Linked DNA regions of Sus scrofa: regions 1 and 2 are each linked to region 3. The links are chromatin contacts, called in public Hi-C and HiChIP or PLAC-seq maps. All regions are on one chromosome and are shown on one strand. Each heading gives the region's core, a stretch centred on a gene start, on an enhancer-like site or on the middle of the called end of the contact. The rest is flanking DNA. Distances are from core to core; before and after follow the strand shown. Region 1 has its middle 140 kb from the start of KIAA0368. Region 2 overlaps LOC102160537 (a long non-coding RNA gene). Region 3 overlaps LOC110256901 (a long non-coding RNA gene).

What was found. Hi-C and Micro-C count contacts between places; a contact is called where the count stands out from the background. HiChIP or PLAC-seq counts read pairs in DNA pulled down with a chosen protein or histone mark.
Region 1: a Hi-C map of skeletal muscle shows a contact between it and region 3, with 2.6 times the contacts expected there. The contact joins two enhancer-like sites. A contact is called at or near these places in 4 of 47 Hi-C or Micro-C datasets (alveolar macrophages, embryonic fibroblasts, mesenteric adipose tissue and 1 more).
Region 2: an H3K27ac HiChIP or PLAC-seq map of skeletal muscle shows a contact between it and region 3. The contact joins two enhancer-like sites. A contact is called at or near these places in 1 of 47 Hi-C or Micro-C datasets (embryonic fibroblasts) and 1 of 2 datasets of contacts at active chromatin or transcription factors (skeletal muscle).

What each region holds. Positions count from the first base shown.
Region 1 is chr1:252,184,419-252,187,695 of Sscrofa11.1, forward strand. No RefSeq gene overlaps it. Among named protein-coding and RNA genes, the nearest start is that of KIAA0368, 140 kb to the right of the region's middle. Within about 2 kb of position 1,468, at least 13 of the 83 cell types and tissues checked have an H3K27ac peak or open chromatin away from gene starts, as enhancers often do. A contact at or near this core is called in skeletal muscle, where this site is marked.
Region 2 is chr1:252,070,311-252,074,075 of Sscrofa11.1, forward strand. The region is part of intron 1 of LOC102160537 (a long non-coding RNA gene); the gene reads right to left. Among named protein-coding and RNA genes, the nearest start is that of LPAR1, 94 kb to the left of the region's middle. Within about 2 kb of position 2,456, at least 17 of the 83 cell types and tissues checked have an H3K27ac peak or open chromatin away from gene starts, as enhancers often do. A contact at or near this core is called in skeletal muscle, where this site is marked.
Region 3 is chr1:251,775,083-251,778,700 of Sscrofa11.1, forward strand. All of the region lies in intron 1 of LOC110256901 (a long non-coding RNA gene), which reads right to left. Among named protein-coding and RNA genes, the nearest start is that of MUSK, 130 kb to the left of the region's middle. Within about 2 kb of position 1,704, at least 7 of the 83 cell types and tissues checked have an H3K27ac peak or open chromatin away from gene starts, as enhancers often do. A contact at or near this core is called in skeletal muscle, where this site is marked.

The DNA.
Region 1 (3,277 bases), core at 218-2,717, 410 kb after region 3:
TTTTTTTTGTCTTTTCAGGGTCGCACCCACAGCATATGGAGATTCCCAGGCTAGGGGTCTAATCAGAGCTGTAGCTGCCAGCCTACACCACAGCCACAGCAACACCAGATCCGAGCCGCATCTGCAACCTACACCACAGCTCACTGCAACACTGGATCCTTAACCCACTGAGCGAGGCCAGGGATCAAACCCTCAATCTCATGGTTCCTAGTCGGATTCGTTTCTGCTGCGCCACAAGGGGAACTCCAGTAAATGCTTTTTAATGGAAATCATTGAAAGCACATCTTTCCTAAAATATTTGTAAACTGATATAACTATATTAAGTGTTGATGGGAGAAAAAAAAAGACTTATGCCTGATTCTATTAACACGCACACAAAAATGTTTTAAATTAAGACCCTTCTGGAGTTCCCATCATGGCGCAGCGGAAATGAATCCGACTAGGAACCATGAGATTGAGGGTTCGATCCCTGGCCTCGCTCAGAAGGTTAAGGATCCAGCATTGCCACAAGCTGTGGTGTAGGTTGCAGACACGGCTCGGATCCTGCCTTGCTGTGGCTATGGCATAGGCCAGCATCTGCTCTGATTAGACCCCTAGCCTGGGAAACTCCATATACCACAGGTGTGGCCCTGAAAAGGCAAAAAAAAAAAAAATTTGAGTCTTCTGAGATTGGCTTGAATAATATTGAAAACAATTTAAATGGGCACATAACTACTCTATCTCTTACCAATGAGAAAACTCAAATCACCCTAACCCACTCTTTCATTCACTGCAATGTATATCATGATACTGCTCAAATATTTGTGGCTTATTTTAACCCAAATCTGTACACTGAATTCTCTGCTGAATGGATTTGGGCTTTTAGTTTTACTTCTCGGTATCTAGTTTAAAAGGAAAAAGCACTCAACATTCTAGCAGCAGCAAACTTGAGAGAAATAGCATGAGGGACTTAGAATATGAATTCTTTTTCAGTCCCCAAAGGGACGCTGTTTCACCAAGACCCAGGTCAGAGGGCTGGGCACCGCTGGGGCAGGTCACATGGCTGATCTGGGGTGAACTTGTTTTGTGAAGAAACAGATGATTTCTAGCTCTAAGGCTGCTGTTCCTGTAACTTTTTAGCAACAGTTAAATCCATTCCAAAATGACAAGTAAAAGAAAAGAACATTCTGAATAAAGTGCAGATGAATGGAGTTTTCCCCTGCCTCCCTGGGAATATTATGAGCATCTTACAAAGGCAGTCATATCCTGTTTCTTTCTCTGGTTGCTACAACTGTGGTTTGTATACTGGCTGTATCGCTAATGTGAATTTCTAACCCAAAAAATGTCAAAAGAAAAAAAAATTGTACTCCTTCACAAGTATGCATTTTTCTTCCTTAACTTTCAACAAGCACTGTTCTAAGTCATTGTTATTTTTTCTACACTGGAAGCAAATAGCCACATCTTTTTCATATCCTACTGCTAGCACAGAAGGTGAAATACTGACATCAATGAAAGGAGTTGCAAGTTCAGCATTAATAGAAACCAGGCAAACACTATTGGGCTATTTATAACTCAACAGTGCCCCCTAGTGTGCCTATAAAAATTAGCATGAGCCCAAGATTCAAAATAAATCGAGTTGAAAAAAGCCAATCAAAAGACATTCACAGGAGTCCTCTGGTGGCCTAGCAGTTAAGGACCCGGTGTTGTCACTGCTGTGGCTCAGGTCACTGCTGTGGCTGGGTTCAATCCCTAACCCGGGAACTTTTTGTGGCAAAAAAAAAAAAAAAAAAAAAAAGTCAATAAATTTATCTTGTCAAACAATCAAGGCATTTGCCTTTTCAGGTGAAACTAATTATTTCAACAAGAGACATAGGTTACTTTCAACTAACAATAGGGCATTAAGAAGATCAGATTCAGGTAGAAAGAGCATCAAAACACATGGAAAGAGATAATCCAAAATACAAATATGCATTTTGAAAGGAGACAGAAGAAGGAGGAGAAACAGACCCTTCCTGCTGGACGCAACTGATGTCCTAAGAGGGAACATCCATCCTGCAGTCCCACGCTCAGATCTTTATTCTCTGCTAGAGTTCTTATCCCTCTGTATTTGAATACTATTTTTTTTTCATCTTTTGCCATTTCTTGGGCTGCTCCCACAGCATATGGAGGCTCCCAGGCTAGGGGTCGAATCGGAGCTGTAGCCACCGGCCTACGCCAGAGACACAGCAAGGGATCCGAGCCTCGTCTGCGATCTACACCACAGCTCACAGCAACGCTGGATCCCTAACCCACTGAGCAAGGCCAGGGGTCGAACCCGAAACCTCATGGTTCCTAGTCGGATTCGTTAACCACTGAGCCACGACGGGAACTCCTGAATACTATTATCTTTAACATTCCTTTCACCATTTAGAGGAAATCTTCCTTGGCTGGTACTCTATCTCAATGTCCTCAAAAATGACATGCCATGCCAATAAAGCTTCACCAGGAGTTCTTGTCATGGCTCAGCAGTTAACAAACCCCACTAGTACCCATGAGGAGGCGGGTTCGATCCCCAGCCTCACTCAGTGGGATAAGGATCCAGCATTGCAGTGAGCTATGGGTGTAGGCCGCAAATGCGGCTCAGATCCTGCGTTGCTGTGCCTGTGGCGTAAGCTGGCAGCTACAGCTCCAATTCGACCCCTAGCCTGGGGACCTGCATATGCCATGGGTGCAGCCCTAAAGAGACAAAAATAAATAAATAGATAAAAGCTTCATCATGTCCACTCTATGGAAAAAGATCAATAGAACCTAAATTATTTGCGAAAAGAAATCTAGGCCTGATAGAATATGGAAAAACTCTCACAGTGACACACCAGTTGTAAATTAATATCAAAACCCACTGTATAATTTTCACTGTAGGCAATTCCCCTGAAGTTGACTATTTAGCAGATTTGATGTTTTCAAAAGGTTTGATTTTTTCACAAGTATTCCTTCCACGCACTGCTTCGGAAATACATTTTAATGAAGTCAGTCTCATTTGACTATTACATTCATCATTCTGTTCTCCAAAACAAGGGAGGGAGGGAGCAGGTAAGTACACCCATGTGTCTTCACAGAATTCTTACTTGTGTGTGTATATATGCCCTACATCATAAAACCACAAGGCATGATATTGAAAGACTTTTAGCAGTTTTCAGACTAACACGAGTTGTCTCTGACAACGGAGGTTAGTATGTAAAAAAGTTTACTAGGGAGTGCTCTGAGGTTAAACACCTGGGGAAGAGCAGAAGTTGGGGTGATACAATATCAAGAGAAGCCT
Region 2 (3,765 bases), core at 1,206-3,705, 300 kb after region 3:
TGAAATCAATTACAGCCCCCCAAGTGGCTTCAGGAACCTCTGTATGCCTCCAGCCATATCCACATTAAATTGCCTCAGCCGTGGTCAAAGTCAAAATTTCTCAGTTGCCTTGTTTGACCTAAAAATGTTTTATGTAATTTGCCATTCTCTGAAAGGGAAACAGTTGTTAAAAAATAAATCTTTTCTGACGGGGCCTTGTTAAAATGGGTGCCAAGAAATAGTCTTCAGTGTTCAGACACACCAGAAGAAAAATAACAAATATTCGGTAAATAAATGGAGTCACCACAATAAATCCAAAGGAAAAAAAATATCACTGTCAATCCATCTCTAGAGGCAGAAAAGTGAAGGATGCTTCGCTTTTTAACCTTTGATGAGCAGAAATGGGACATCTATCAGGACTGTAAATTTGAAACTAAGAGGCAGAACTTTTATTTTCCTTTCCTCCCTCCATTCTGTAAATATTTATCTAATAATCTACAATATGAAGATACAGCACGAGAAAGACGTGCATCATGGAGATAAGGATGGAGGAAGCTATGTAAAGAAATGATTGCAAGAGTGCTCCCGCAATGGTGTCTGGAAGCTGTTTCGGAAATTCAAGAGAAAACCACTGACGTTCCTAGGAGTGAAGGAACCAGGCAAAGAAATTGTGGAGGAGGGCGAAAGGAAGGATGGAAGCAGAAATATCCAGTTCTTCTCAGAGGTGATGATAGTTTTACAACTTTTTTTTTTTTTTAAGGTAGAAAAATAGGGGAAGTGTGTGGCATAAAAAAGAAATGATACTAGCTTGGTACTGAGGACCGCTTATCTCAAATGGTCCCTTAGAGCCTCCAGGCAACTCAGTTATGTTTCTGTAGCTCATTTACTTGCCTCTTCTCTAAAAGGACTAGTGTGTACCTTTTTCTCTCTCTTCAAACCTCCAACATTTCCTCGCCATCGTCTCTCTCACATGAGGAACCTGCTTTCCCTTCCACTGAGAAAACAGAGGCAATTGAGAAAGATTTTGACATACCTCCCCCTTTGCATCTACCGACATCAAGCTTTGTGCGCCCTTACTCTCCCCATCTCTCTCGTGGCTCTGGGTAAACTCTTGGCCTCCGAGCTGTGGCCAAGCCTCAGCTACTACTTGTGTGGTAGATTTCATCCTTCTTGCCAACTCAAGAGCACTGCTTCGACAATGATTTCCTCTCTCCCCTGCATCTTCAATTTCCCTCTCTCGACTGAGCCGTTCACATCAGCGCACAAAAATGCTAGATCTTAAAATAAAACCTTCCCTTGACCCCACATCCCCCTTTGTCTCCCCATCCAGCTACCATAACCCGTCTCTGCCATCCTCTACTGCAAAACTTCTATAAAAGGTGGACTACGCGTGGCATCTCAAATCTCACTGGAATGCGTTTCTACCAGGTTCTCTTCCCAACCACTCCGCCGGAAACAGCTTCCATAAACATCCCCAAATCTACCCCATCACTCACACTCTCTCGTCTCCACATTCCTTGCGCCACCATCAGACACATCATATATGTACTTGTTTATTTGTTGCCTATCTCTCCCAATGAGGCTGTAGTTTCCATGAACCCTAGCCGTAAAGTTCAGAGCATTGCGTGGCACATAACAAGTATTCGGTAAATGTTGGTTAAATGCGTAGGTGAGATACATAAATTATCATGTGTAAGATCATGCAATTAATTTTTTAATTTTAAATTTTTTATGGCCGCACCGGCAGCATATGGAAGTTCCCAGGCTAGGGGTCAAATCGAACCTGCAGCTACAGATCTGTGCCACAGCCATAGCAACGCCGGATCCAGGCTGCATCTGTGCCCTACACCACAGCTCACCGCAACGCTGGATCCTTAACCTACTGAGCAAGGGCTCGGATTGAACCCACATCCTTACGGAGACTATTTGGGGTTTTTAACTCATTCGGCAGTAGCAGGAACTCCAGCCAGATGTACCTGACTTTAAAATCATGTACCCCATTACCTCAGCAGATGAAATCAGCACACTACGACATAAAGTTTCCTTGTCTTTTTATGCTCATTCTTTTATCATTTAAGTCATATCCATGAGCTTAGAAAGCACAATTATGAAAAACTAAATAGAAAATGCAAACTGTAAATTGGTTAAAAACAAGCAACCGTAGCAACATGATCTTTCTATTTCAGAAGAATGTGGCTACAAAGTAGATTAAAATAAAGTTACACACATAAAAATAAAAACAAGTAAAATCATGTACCCCAAGCTTCATGCTACCACCTGGGCTTCTGATGGGGTGATGGGAATAGCTGACCTGGTCATCAGTAAAGTAGGATCTATAAGCAAGAAGATTGGAGGCAGAGAGTGGTGAAATCATTCACTAGTTTGCAAAATAAGCATAACATTAGAGACACTGCCTGCTGACTCAGAGGTGAGTAATCTGGCAGTCAAGGATTTCTACTACACCATCCAGAATGAGAAAAGGAACAACCACAGCCTCTAAATGACCTAAGCAAATGTCACAAAGCCCAAGCTTACACACGAGGAGCTCAGCGGGCTCTCAGAGCCACAAGTTTAGGTCAGGTATTCCAACCACAGAAGCTCAAATGTAACCAGCTGTGAGGTATGGTAGGAGAGGGAAACACACCCCCACACATCGACACACACAATTTCCAAATGCCTTTCCAAGGACCTAAATGACCTAATGTGCTTCTATTCAGCCTTAGCACAGCCCTTCACACCACAGCACTGATTCTCCTCCTGCGCTTGAGTACAGGGTGCCATGAGACAGGAATTGTTTAGAACAATGATCTGAGGTCGAGAGGGTAAAATCTAAATTTTAGTATTCAGTATCTTTTTCTTAAGAAGACAGACAGATAACTCATATATTTTAGAAAGCTATCCATCGAATCTGGTTGTAAGTTTTTAAAGGCTGCATTTGAAGAGGTAAACATTTCTGGGGGGAAAAAAAATCTATTTGATGGAAGAGCTTAACCCCCAAGGATGCTGGATAAACAGGACATCAGTGTACTTCTCTGAAGAATTAAGAAAATCAGCACCTAGACTCGATTTTTACTTTTGCGTTTGACTCAGGCCAAAGGTATTTGAGAGGTCATTTGTACATCACGACTTTGGTATCAGGGAAGTCACATCAACAATCCAACACAAGGTAGTGTTCACTGGTCCAAGGAGTCAGAGATGACTTACTTTAGCAGTGCTGTGATCATTTAAAGAGAGAAAATAAAATAGTCTTATTTGTGGGTAACTAAGTATATATACACTTTTCAAGTAAGAGGTTGCTTTCGCTGAGATTAGCAGTATAATATTCTCAAAACTGGAAATAAACTAACAGTGCCAAAGGAAATTCCAATAACCAGGCTGTTAACCCTGCAGACCAGAAAGAGAGAAATAAGAGCTTAATATCAAAATTTTTCAAGTTTTTTTCCACCCTCATTAGTGCTTCTGGTCTCGGATTTCAGTGCTGGCATTGCCGATAGCGTATCGAAGCTTGTTTTTGTCACACATGGGAGGATTTATTTAACTCGAAAGTCCTTCCCAGTTCACGTGGGTTGAAACCATAACTAAATACCTTGTCACATGTTTCTTATTGTGGATAGCCATACCTAGCTTTCCAAACAGTAATTATTATTCCAGTGAACAGATTTCACCAGACTTTCAAAAGGTAGACTACAGACCTTGAGAAACCTAAAAACTTGTTTCTGATTTTTAATCAGCAAAAGACTGTGTCCAAAATTAAAACATGGAAAACAACTCATTCTCTGGAAAAGA
Region 3 (3,618 bases), core at 454-2,953:
TCTAAGGAAGGTTCAGAGGATCCCTGAAGTGCAGTGGTCCCCCCAGTAGCCACAGTTTCACTTTCCTTGGTTTCAGTTACCCACAGTCAACTACGTTCTGAAAATATTAAATGGGAAATTCCAGAAATAAACAATTCATTAGTTTTAAACTTGGAGCTGTTCTGTGTGATGACATTTCACATGGTTCTGCTGTTCTGCCTGGGACATGGTTCATCCTTTAGTCCATCAGTGTATCTCACCTATTAGCTGTCTTCATTATCAGAACCACCGTCTCAGCAAAGCTTGTGCTCAAGTAATACTTATTTTACCTAATAATGACCTCCATGGGCAAAAGTAATGGTGCCAGCAATTCAAATATGCCCAAGAGGGAGTTCCCGTCATGGCTCAGTGGTTAACGAATCTGACTAGGAACCATGAGGTTGCGGGTTCGATCTCTGGCCTTGCTCAGTGGGTTAAGGATCCGGCGTTGCCATGAGCTGTGGTGTAGGTCACAGATATGGCTCGGATCTGGCATTGCTGTGGCTGTGGTGTAGGCTGGTAGCTACAGCTCCAATTAGACCCCTAGCCTGGGAACATGCCATGGAAGCAGCCCCAGAAAAGGCAAAAAAAAGACAAAAAAAAAAAAAACAAAACAAAAACAAAAAAACAAATATGCCCAAGAGAAGCTGTAACATGCTCCCAGGGAGTGAAAAGATAAACGTTTTCAACCTGATAAGAAAAGGAAAAAGAAGTCATATGCTGCAGTTATGAAGAGCTGTGGTAAGAACAAATCTTGCATCTGTGAAATTGTGATAAAGGAAAAAGTTTGTGCTACTTTTGCTGTCTCACCTTAAACTGCAAAACTTGGGTGTTCCCATCTTGGCTCAGCGGAAACAAATCTGACTAGGAACCATGAAGTTACAGGTTCAATCCCTGGCCTCGATCAGTAGGTTAAGGATCGGACATTGCCATGAGCTGTGATGTAGGTCACAGACTCAGCTCAGATCTGATGTTGCTGTGGCTGTGGTGTAGGCTGGCAGCTGTAGCTCCAATTGGACCCCTGGCCTGGGAACCTCCATATGCTGTGGGTGTGGCCCTAAAAAGCAAAAACAAAAACAAAAAAAACCTGCAAAACTTATGGCTGAAGTGTATGATAAGTGTGAAAACAGAAAGGCATTAAATTTGTACAGTAAGCTATCTTGAGAGAGACCACATTCACATAAGTTTTATTACCATATATTGTTATATCTGTTCTATTTTATTATTGCTAATCTTTTACTGTGGCTAGTTTATAAACTAAACTGTATCATAGGTGTGTGGATAGAAAAAAAAAACATAGCATGTATAGGGTTTGGCACTATCCACAGTTTCAGGCACCCACTGGGGGTCTTGGGACATATCCTCTTGTAGATAAGGAGGGATTAGTCTATTTCAAAATTTTAACAACTGGGTCAGCCCCCCAGAGCAAACCATTGAGGAAGACTCTGATTAGGATAGCTATGGGATGTTTGATAGTGTTAAAATCCCATTAACTGGACAAACAGATCTTGTCTTGCATTTTTGAGTGGTCAGTAGTATCTTAGTGCCCCCAGATCATAACAATGCTGTTGTCAGAGCTCATATCCATGGTTATGTAAGAAGAGCTTGGCTGAGCTTGAACATCAAGTTCTCAGGCATTGCTTTGATTTATGGGATCAAAGTCATTTAAGGAAAAGATGAGATCACTTACACTTCTTAAAAACTTGCAGGACTCTCTGAGCTCCAACTCACATTTCTCTGAAGTCAATGAGCCACTACTTCTGCTTGGCAACAAAGAGCTGTCCTCTCTCATTTCCCAACGTCCCCCTCCTTTGCCAAGATAATCTTTCCCAGACAGGGGCATTCAGGAGAAATAGAAGTCTCCAGAAATGGGGAGCGGGGGGGCGGGGGGAATCCCACAGAAAAGGCCCTGGCAGTGCTTAGTTGAATGAATTCCACCTTTGGCTAGGAACCAGCAGCTGACACGCATATGAGCAGATTAGGAGAGAATGTGCACTGAAGAGTCCACCAAAACCAAAAAAAAAAAATTTAATTTTCAGGTTATGGAGAAGAAGGCTCATTGAAAGAATATGCCAGTTTATTTTCCATACAGAAATATCTGGCTAACTGCAAATGGCAAATTAACTACTAACCAGAATAATCAACATTATAAAACTTCACTTGTTTGGTTGAAAAAAAAGAAAGCCTGTTGGAGCCAATTTTTAAAGAGAGGGATGGTTTATTTCTTCACATGCCCTTTTACTGAACAGACAAGGCTAACTACTCACAGTCCCTTGGAAAAATCTATCAAGAATGAATGAGAAACATTTTTAATGACTTCAAATTTTTATATCCAGTGGCTTCAAGCATGCATAAAAATAGATTATTATCACTGTATTAAGTATCCTGTCTTATTTCTTAGAAATATCTTTCCCCATGCATGTGAATATTTAAGACATCAGCCCAGGCAATAATACAATGATTAAAACCATAAATAGGTTGGACATTAGTTAATGAACTTTTCCATTTTTAGAAAACCAGCAGCATTATCCAAAAGGGATAAAAAAGCTGCAAGTACAAAGCTTTTAACCCTGCCTCCTGCTGCCAATGGACTGTTGAACATTTGTAAACAGAAAGCAACTGTAGAAGAAGAAATGTTTTCTGATTAATGGGGGCAAGTCTTTCAGGAAATATCCAACTTGAAAGATTCTCGTTTCCCCGCCTAAAGCCAGACAAGTCATTGAACCTTCTCCCACCACGGCTTCAGGAAATTTTTACATGGCTTTTTTTTTCTCCCAGAACCATCAACATTATGGAACAGACAGAATTACAGCACCCCTACATTTCGTAGATAGCAAAAAGAATTCAAAAAAGCCAAAGTAATGGGAAAATTGATGAAATCACATGGTCAGAAATTTTCTTAAAGACTGAATTTTGGTCTGTTGGTCTGTCCCAAACCTTGATCTGTGAAAACATTCTGTTGTGTCTAAAATCAAGAGGTAACTAACATGATAAGTCCCATGTGACAGTGTGTTGAGGGAAGACCAGCCTAGCAGTGACGACACCAGGCTCAGTGTTTCACCAATAACCTAATGACAAGAATTGGTAACTAACAATAGAGATACATCATAGATAGGCATACAGAGAGAAAGGGGAGTGAGGAGTGGGCTTTGATGACTACAGTTATTAAACAAAAGTGCTATACCTTATTTCATAGTTTGGGATGACTCATTGTTTCATAAAATCCCAGGCTGAGTCACTTCATTGTTATAAGCCAAGAAAGATGAAATGAGAGACTCAGCTGGCTCACATCCTTACTATCCTAGGGCAGAGCCTGGCAGTCCCAAACCAGAATGTTGCCCCAACAGGCTCCATTTCCCATTCAGGTAGACCCTACATCCAAGCTGGTACAAAATCTCTGTTATAACACTTCCCTAACTCAAGAAGGAGCCATTAATTTATTTTGAGGATCATTGTGTAATAGAAAAAAAAAAGAGTTCTAAAAGTCACTTATCTCTATGTTGAAGTAGTACTTTTAGGCACTTTAGTCATAAAATGTCAAATATAGCTTACTGCTAAGCAAGTTGGAATGAAGCATACAACAAAGGTCAGACATCTGGG